3 separate regions of the Mus musculus genome follow, and all the other regions are linked to region 3. The links are chromatin contacts, called in public promoter capture Hi-C maps. All regions are on one chromosome and are shown on one strand. Each heading gives the region's core, a stretch centred on a gene start, on an enhancer-like site or on the middle of the called end of the contact. The rest is flanking DNA. Distances are from core to core; before and after follow the strand shown. Region 1 holds the start of Ilrun (inflammation and lipid regulator with UBA-like and NBR1-like domains). Region 2 holds the start of Zfp523 (zinc finger protein 523). Region 3 holds the start of Ergic1 (endoplasmic reticulum-golgi intermediate compartment (ERGIC) 1).

Region 1 (2,844 bases), core at 69-2,568, 1.3 Mb before region 3:
AGGTTGAACTGTTGAGCAAACTATCAGCAATAACTGCATTTGCTCAAGGTTCTGCTCTGAAATTTGGATATGATAACAATCACCAGGCGATTTTGAGCCTCCTCCCAGGCCCACTGACTTCAGTTGAGTCTCTTTTCAGAAGTAGTTGTGACAGTAGTTATCCCAGCAAGTAGGGGTAGGAGGATGAGATCAAAGGCAACTCCAGGAAGAAAGCCCGCCTCTGCCTCTTGAGTGCTGGGGTGGTTTATTTTTTAAAGGCAGGGTCTAGAGTATCTCTGGCTGGCATCAAACACACAGAAATTTGCCTGCCTCCCCAGTGCCGCCACCCTTGGCTGTCAGCCAGGCCTTATATGCAAGAGCGAAGTATCTCTGCTCTCAGGAACCCAGGTCTTCATACCTTCGGGGAAACAGCTTAAGCCAAGTCCCCAGTTGCCCAGTTTCTTACCCACCCCCATCCCTGTACCTAGTCATATCTAACAGGTGACACTGAGAAAATACTTGGTGACAGAACGGGCAGATGAGTCTCTCCACAGCTGAGCTTCTTAATCCTTCAGCTTCAAATGGAGCCTCACATTAGTAGATACACTGGATACTGTCTACAGTCATTTTTTTGGTCGTGGATTTTAGAGACAGAACAAGATTTGCTAAATTCTAGGGTATTGACCTTTCTTTGCAGAGGATCGGTTCCTCTGACCTGTAACTGGTGCTTGCATTAGGCTGCCTTTATTTTCTGGAAACGTAATGCTAAGGTTGCATAGTAACATAGGCAGTCATGAGAAACTCAGGTCAGAATCCAGAGACTAAGCGTGCACCGCCGCGACCTTGGGAAAATGTCTGTTTGAATACTAAGTCCCCTGAGAGCGGAGCAGCAAGAGTCCGCTCTGTGCTGCCCTTTGCCCTTTGCCCCAGTCCCAGCCTCTGTTCCTGTGGCGACTTCGGGTTCCCAGCCTGAGCATGGGTGGGGTCGCTCGTCTCCGAAGCACCTCTCAGACTCGTGACTCCTCCCACGCAGTGTGGGGACTCAGGCGAGGACAGAGACCCGCCCAGTATCCGCTCTTTCCGGCTTCCCGTTTCCTGCCCCCTCCGCTCTGTCGCGGTGAGGTCACGCGAGAGACGTCACCGAGTTATGACGTCACTGAAGGCGGGCTTTCGGGAGAGGAAGGGGCGGGGTCCGAGCGGCCCCGCGCGTGCGCGTTGGGCGCGGCCCGGGAGGAGGCGGAGGCGGCGGTGCTGCGAACCGCGGCGGCAGCAGCGGCGGCGGCGGAGGCGGGCGCTGGGGGGGGTGGGAGGGGGGGGAGCGCGAGCCCCAGAGCCAGCGAGAGAGGAGCGAGCGGTGCGGTGCGGCGCGGCTCGGCGCGGCGCGCGCAGCCCATGAGGCGGTGAGAGGCCTGGGGCCTGTCTCGGAGCAGTGCGCGCGGCGCCGGCCAGCAGCGGGCCGCCCTTCGTGGGCTCGGGCCCGGGCGCGGCGGCCGCCCGTGGAGAAGCAGGTCGGGGCGGTGGAAGCTGTGCGTCCGGGCCCCCCGCCATGGAGGGCATGGACGTGGACTTGGATCCGGAGCTCATGCAGAAGTTCAGCTGCCTGGGCACCACAGACAAGGACGTGCTCATCTCCGAGTTCCAGCGGCTACTCGGCTTCCAGCTCAACCCGGCCGGCTGCGCCTTCTTCCTGGACATGACCAACTGGTGAGTCCGCCCCACGCGGAGCCAATCCTGCTGGCAGCGGCCTCGCGGCCCCGAGGGCAAAAACACCGGAGCCCGCTCGTGGAGTACTCCCGGGCAGGGCAGGGCCCAGGCCGGGAGGTGGCAGGGAGTCAGAGCCCGAAGAACATGGGAAGAGGGGAGAAGTGGTGAGGTGGAAGCCAGGGGAGTCGATCTGGGGCGAAAAGCGTGTGTTCTGGGAGTAGAAAGCACAGGAAACGAGAGTTGCGAAGTGTTTTCCTTTTAAATAGGTGCGAAGTGTAGGAGCTGAGGATGACAGAACGGTGTGGAAACTCGAGGGAGTGTGTTAGGTGCTGAGGTCGAACTCTGGGCGCGGGAGAGGTCTCGGAGCTGAGAATAGATCTTGTGTCTCTTTGAGGAGATAAGGGCGAAAACGACTTTTGCGGCGGAGGGAACACAAATTATAATCAACTGAGTATGGTGAGAAAGGAAGAGTTGTGCCAGGGAGAAGTGACATCTAATGGAGGCGCCGGAGCGCCAGGCCTGCGACGAGGACTGGGAAAAGTCTTCAGAAAGTGGAGGGAAGCTGATCTTGGAGGCAGGAACTTTGTGAAGACACTGGCGTGCTGGGCAGAGGCTTGGCCTTGGGAACTTTGACGAGCTTACTGATTGGATGGGCTTAGTTGACAGAAAACTGAGAAATGTATAGGTTGGGGGCCAGGGGTTCTGGCTTGTAGTTGGGTTGTACAGGCTGAAGTGGAGCTGTCTCCAGGCACCGACGTGTGTCTTGGTTCTTAGAGCAGCACTTGCTGTTTTTGATAAGCAAGAATACTTTCTCTTGGTCTCCAAGTAGGGATTGTTAAGTTCACTCGGGAATTTAACCATTAGACTGGAGACCATTAGACGGCCTTTGAAAGGCTCTCAGGTGAAGCAACTAATCGGGATTTGAGCAAAAAGCAAGGGGGTGCATGCCCTTTGCCCCGTGTTGAGCGTTCAGTGCCCTGACGTGTGGAATCTTGTTTCTCTTGGCATCCCTTGAACAAACTCCCATTATTTCCATGTCCACCCAGTGCCTCGAGCAATGTCTGAAAAGAGGTTGTAAGCTTAGATTTTTATCCTACTCCTGCCTAGTGCTCCCCCACCCCACTCCAAAGATGCTTATCTGTGATGAGAACCAGAGGTGAA
Region 2 (2,700 bases), core at 126-2,625, 1.6 Mb before region 3:
AAGCTCATGATGTCAACTCAGTGGGAAGCTCTGTGCTGCACGGCTTTACAAACTGATAGAGTCCAATTGAGGGGGCAGAGTGTAGACAATCACAGGAATGAAGAAATACTGTTCGGTAAAGCCAGTAGACCCAGGTTGGGAGTGGGGGTGGGAGGGTGAGGTTACAAGGACTACATTTCTGAGGCAGCGTAGAAAAAAGTTCGCTATTTTTGTCTTGACTAAGAATTGCAGAATTTTAATAGAAAGAAACATTGGGGAATCACCAAACTCAATCTCATCACAGTTCTGATCAGAAACTCAAGTCCACCGTAAGGAAAGGACCTCCACCAAGGTTTCCAAAGCTCAACATGATAGAATTTGAACTTGAACCACACACTCAATCTAGAATCCTTTCCTGCCTCAAATGATACTTCATTTCCATTTACTCTTGATCACCACAACGGTGGCATGGCAGTGGGCATAAGTTATGTATGTGCTGATTGACACTGGAGGCTGGGGGCGGGGGGGGGGGTTAAAGAGGGATGTCAGGAGGGTGAGATGATCATGGTGTTACGGGGCGAAGATCACGAGTTATGTGGATGAGTGGGTGGGAAACAGCCCGAGTCTGGTTTGCAGAAGCCAGGAGAGGACTAAGGGGTGCCCACAGAGGGTAGTCTAGGGGGTCACTAGGGACTACGGGCCTCTTGGAAGCCATGTAATGATTGTATCAGCACTGAGACTGGAGGGTCCAGAAGCAGGGCTGGGGTTAGCACTCAATGAATTGGGGGTCGCCTTGTGAGGTCTGGGGGTCAGGAGTGTGTGTATGGGGTCAAGGAGGAGGAGGAGGGCGGGGTTTGGGAGTCCTGGGGGAGGAGTCTCAGGGCGGGATGGAGGGGCAGGGACCCTGGGTGGGGGTGGGGCCAGGCCGCCGTCCAGGGAGGCCCAGCCGCCAGGCCAGGGACCGAGGAGGGTGGGCACGACGGGCTCCGGACCTTCCCGGGGCCCCGCGTTCGCCCAGCCTCCCGCCTCGGGGCACGGTGGACCCACTCTTCCCGCGGCCACCAACCTGACAGCCCCCGAGGGCGACTCCGCCGACAGACCACCATGCACCGGGCCCTGCCACCAGCGCCGGCCCCGCAACCCGCCTGCGCCATAGCCCGCCCGCGCGCGGCTTGCCTCGCGCGATATCCAGGTTCCAGGGCGGCCGCACTTCCCTCTCGCTCCCGGCGCGGCCTCCGCCGGGCCCCGGAACCCGGATGACCAGCGCGGGGCCACGCTCCAGCCCGCCCCCCTCCGCCGCGGCGGCCGGCCTGCTTATCCCGGTTCCCGGGCCCCGGAGCCCAGGCCGCCGAGTCTCCTCAGGCGAGCCTCGGAGCTCCGCCTCGCTCTTCTCTCCGCTGGCCGCCGGGTGACGCGGCCTCGCCAGCCCGGGCGCCCGGGGAGGGCGTGATGACGTCACGACGCCGGGTGGAAGCCGCGGTCGCCATAGCAACGGGGGAAAAAATCGAGCGGCGGTGGGCTGCTCGGGAGGAAGCCATTGCAGGTATCTCTAGGTGGTTCCTGCAGAGGACGGTGACCAGACGCCTGGAGGGGATGGGACTCCGAGGGACAGTCCTCCCAGCGCCCTGTGCAACGGCGCCCCAAGGGATGGCGTCCCGACAGTCATCTCTGCTGGATGGTCCTCCCCCTGGGACTTCACCCTAAGGGACGCTTCTCTCCCGCTCTGTCAGAAGGTGAACTGGGGCTCAGCACCCTGAGGGACTTAGGGACGGTCCTCCCTGTGGACAGTCTCCGTGAGAGATGGTCCTTCTGCATGGACTGCACCCCGAGGGACAATCCTTCCTGCACTTTGTGGGAAGATGCCCGAGGGGTGGGGGTGGGGGGACAGCATTATGAAGGATGGAGCCCTGACAGTCCTTCCTGCGGGACAATTCTCCCTGCAGTACTGGCTTTTCCCATATGCCCTGGGGAACGTGAGTGTTTATGAGGGATGGTGCACCCATCCTGTCCCCTGAGGAAGGGCCCTGACGTTCCCCTCTGCTCGACTCATCTTCCTGAGGGATGATTCTCTCTGAAGGAAGGTTCCCTGACAACACTTGCTTCCTTCTACTGCCTTCCCTGAGAAATGACACTCTGATGGTCGACCCCTGAGGGACAACGCCCCGAGAGTCTTCTCAGGTTCTTGGGCGTTCATTCATTCCTCCATCAGCTCCCCAAAACCAACAGGTCCCCTTGATAGGGTAGCAGTGTGAGGAACAAAACCAAGTGCCCCCTTTCTTCTCTGTTTTTCCATAGTTTTGTCCTTTTTTTGGACTCAAACTGTGGATCCCAAGGTGGCCTTGAACTTGTGATCCTCCTGCCTCATCTTTACACCTGACACCTAACTTTAAAAGTTCTTTTTATTATCTCTCTTCCAAGCAGGGAGGAATTGTGGTTCAGGATATTTTCAGAAATTGAGAGAAAATAAGCTTCCAATTAAAAATAAGAAGATGAAGGGGGAGGAGCCTTGGCACGGGCATGTTAACCCCGAGGTCCCAGTGTGGTACTGGAATTTCCACCTGGTGCCCTAGTATATACCCAGTTAGAGCCAGCTCTGCCATCCTAGCACGACACACATGGGATCTTTCCAGGGTTTTATAGCACGGATTATTGGTTAGAAATACAGCAAGAAAGCCAGACACGGTGGTGTACAACTGTAATCCCCTGCACTGGGGAGGTGAA
Region 3 (2,723 bases), core at 143-2,642:
TCAAAGCTACCATGGTCTGTATGCTTTTGTCTAAGCCCAGGTATGGACCCCGGGGCTACCTCAAGCAAGCAGGAAGCTGGTTTGCCAGATAGTACCAGTGCCCAGAGTGAGCTAAAAACCACTTTGGCTGGTTAAGAGGTCTGAAACCAATGTCCTCTCTGGGCCCTGACCCCAGGTTGCCCATATGCCACCACATGATCCGAATCTTGGGCCGTTTTTAGATTGGTTGTCACTCTGTTCTGCCTCTATACACATCAGTAAGAGGGGGAGGATGAGGGGAAACTGTGACCAATGGAGGAATACCCGTTCTCTGGCTGTGGGGAGCGCTCACAGATCTCCTCAGTCACAGATGCCCTACTTCTGAGTTCCATGTGATGGAGACTGGGTCAGGGGTGCCTTACAATCCCTGTCTTTCAGGTGGTGACCTTATTTTTAGTACCAATTTGCAAGAGGTGAAACCAATATTTTGAGCATGCCCAGACACCTGCTGGGGTTAGCCAGCTGAGCGGTGAGGGGCTGCACCCTAAGCCTTTGCTTCTAACATTGAGAATCTACTAAGCAGCTGGGTAGAGAGGTACAGCCAGGCTTCTAATCCTTTTGCTCCAAAGTATCCCAACAGCCCAGAGCATCTCAGAGCGTCTTATGTCAAGGGAATGTCTGGTGGGGAGGCCCTTCCCATGCAGGCTTCCAGAAGGCCTGGCCCTATACAATGGTGTTCCAGGAGGCAAAGAACCTTCTGCAGAACCTCGAGATCCCAGCATCCTCCTCTTCCCGCACTGTCCCCATGGCTTGCGGGAACAGGCCTCCACATCTGGTAGGTAGAGGATTCTCAGGCTCTGAAGAACTAAGCTTCTCCAACTGCTGCCAGATTGAATGGGGCTGCAGCCCTCAGATCCCACCGGGCAAAGCCAGGCGCGCGGCCCCACCTGTCAGCCAGGACAGGGTCCACTAGGGAAGACTGGGGAGAAAGCCTGAGGATGCCTGAGCTCCTTTTATTTGGGATTTGGGAGGAGATTTGGTTCCCAGGTTGGGGGAGGGGAATGAAAGATGTCAGGGGCAAGCTGGGGACACCGCGCCGTGGAAAACAGAGTGCGAGGGCTTGCCAGGGCTGCACGAGGGGTGGGGGTAGGGCTCGAACCCCGAGGAAGGCCGCGGTCCCCTAGGGCCTGCCGAGGCGTGCACAGTGCACCAGGGTCGCATTTGCACGTAACGGGGGGTGGGGGGTGGTCGTCGCCGGCTGCAGAGGGCCTCGGGCCCGGGGCCTCACTCACCTCCTGAAGTCAAAGGGCATCGTGCCGCCGAGCCGGTGGGAGCGTTGCAGGCCAGGCGGGCCGCAGCGCCGCGTGGGTCCGAGCCCGCTGCCAACGCCTCCTCGGCCGCCCCGCCCCCGCCAGCCTGCCCGACACTCGCCACTCGCCTCCCGCCGCCGGGAAGTGACGCTCCACGCAGCCCATTGGGCGCCGCCACATCCACCGGCCGCCCCTTCCGCCGCCCCATTAAAGGGGCCCGAGGGCCCGCTGAATGGGAAGGCCCGAGAGTGGGATGCTACCCAAGCCCAGGTCTCCAAGACTCCCGCTTTGGTTCTTTTTGGCCTCTGATCTTTTTTCCTAGCGTAAGTGGGGCCTCAGGACAAATCGCTCTGCCTCAGGCAGTGGGTTTTGTGCTTGTAAAACAAAGCCATTGCGTTGTGAAGATCAGAGAAAAATGCTACAAATTGCGGGTCCATGCTTGGTGCTAGTTCTGGGTGAAGGTTAAAACTGGGGGATGGGCAACGCAGTCCTAGATTGAGAAAGTCCACCCACCTCCCACCCATCCCTTGCTTCTTAGGAAAAGCCATCTGGCTCCCGAGATCCACCACCACCCCTTTCTCTATCTGTATAACTGTTAATCCCACTTTTCAACTTTTCATAGGTATCAAAGGAGGTAGTTGGGGCCCTGCTTTAGTGAACAGCCTGGCATCTAGTGACAGCTTCTCCACCTGTTAGAGTTGGGCTTAGCTAGCCACTTCTATCATCTTTCTTCGGGATTGATGCCAACCAGTACTCGTTGAGCATCTACCAACCTGAAGTCAGGAACTTGCAGGGTTATCCAGAGGCTCTGAGTTTGCACGGTTAGAAATGGTAACATACCGCTGATTGCCCCTAGGAGCCTCCATTCTCAGAAACACAGAAGTACAGAGGAAAACCTCCCTCAACTTGCTGGGCTAGAGGAGGAGGCAGCTGAACTCTAAACTTTTTGTGATTGGCTGGTCTTAGTTGTCAATCTGACATACCTGGAAGAGATTGAAGAAATGGCTCCACTACATTAGCCTAAGGGCTTGTATGTGTGTAAAGTTTTCTTAGTTCCTAAGTAATGATGTAGGAAGGCCCAGCCCTCTATGGGTAGCAACATTCCTAGGATGGGATCCTGGGATCAGAAAGCTACTGCATATGAGCAGTGGAGCCCATTAGCAGCCTTCCATCCTCCACAGGTCTCTGCTTCAGTTTCTGCTTCATGGTTCTTTTTTTTTTTTTTTTTTTTTTTTTTTTTTTTTTTTTTTTTTTTTTGTTTGGTTTTTTTGAGACAGGGTTTCTCTGTATAGCTCTGGTTGTCCTGGAACTCACTTTGTAGACCAGGCTGGCCTCGAACTCAGAAATCCACCTCCCTCTGCTGGGATTAAAGGCGTGCGCCACCACGCCCGGCCCTGCTTCATGGTTCTTACCTTGAGTACCTACTTACCCAGA

The links. Promoter capture Hi-C pulls out the DNA fragments that hold promoters and counts their contacts.
Region 1: a promoter capture Hi-C map of pre-B cells shows a contact between it and region 3, with 4 times the contacts expected there. The contact joins the promoter of Ilrun here to the promoter of Ergic1 in region 3. A contact is called at or near these places in 2 of 39 promoter capture datasets (liver and pre-B cells).
Region 2: a promoter capture Hi-C map of liver shows a contact between it and region 3, with 2.0 times the contacts expected there. The contact joins the promoter of Zfp523 here to the promoter of Ergic1 in region 3. A contact is called at or near these places in 2 of 39 promoter capture datasets (liver and pre-B cells).

Annotation. Positions count from the first base shown.
Region 1 is chr17:27,819,016-27,821,859 of GRCm38.p6, reverse strand. Ilrun (inflammation and lipid regulator with UBA-like and NBR1-like domains) reads left to right here and starts at 1,318. Exons shown (of 5, transcript NM_001033279.3): 1 at 1,318-1,683. The coding sequence starts at 1,526.
Region 2 is chr17:28,175,871-28,178,570 of GRCm38.p6, reverse strand. It overlaps Zfp523 (zinc finger protein 523), which reads right to left and starts at 1,375. Exons shown (of 14, transcript NM_001357995.1): 1 at 1,046-1,375.
Region 3 is chr17:26,560,181-26,562,903 of GRCm38.p6, reverse strand. It overlaps Ergic1 (endoplasmic reticulum-golgi intermediate compartment (ERGIC) 1), which reads right to left and starts at 1,392. Exons shown (of 10, transcript NM_026170.3): 1 at 1,272-1,392. The coding sequence starts at 1,291. It overlaps 1700049J03Rik (a long non-coding RNA gene), which reads left to right. Exons shown (of 4, transcript XR_001782188.2): 1 at 1-814.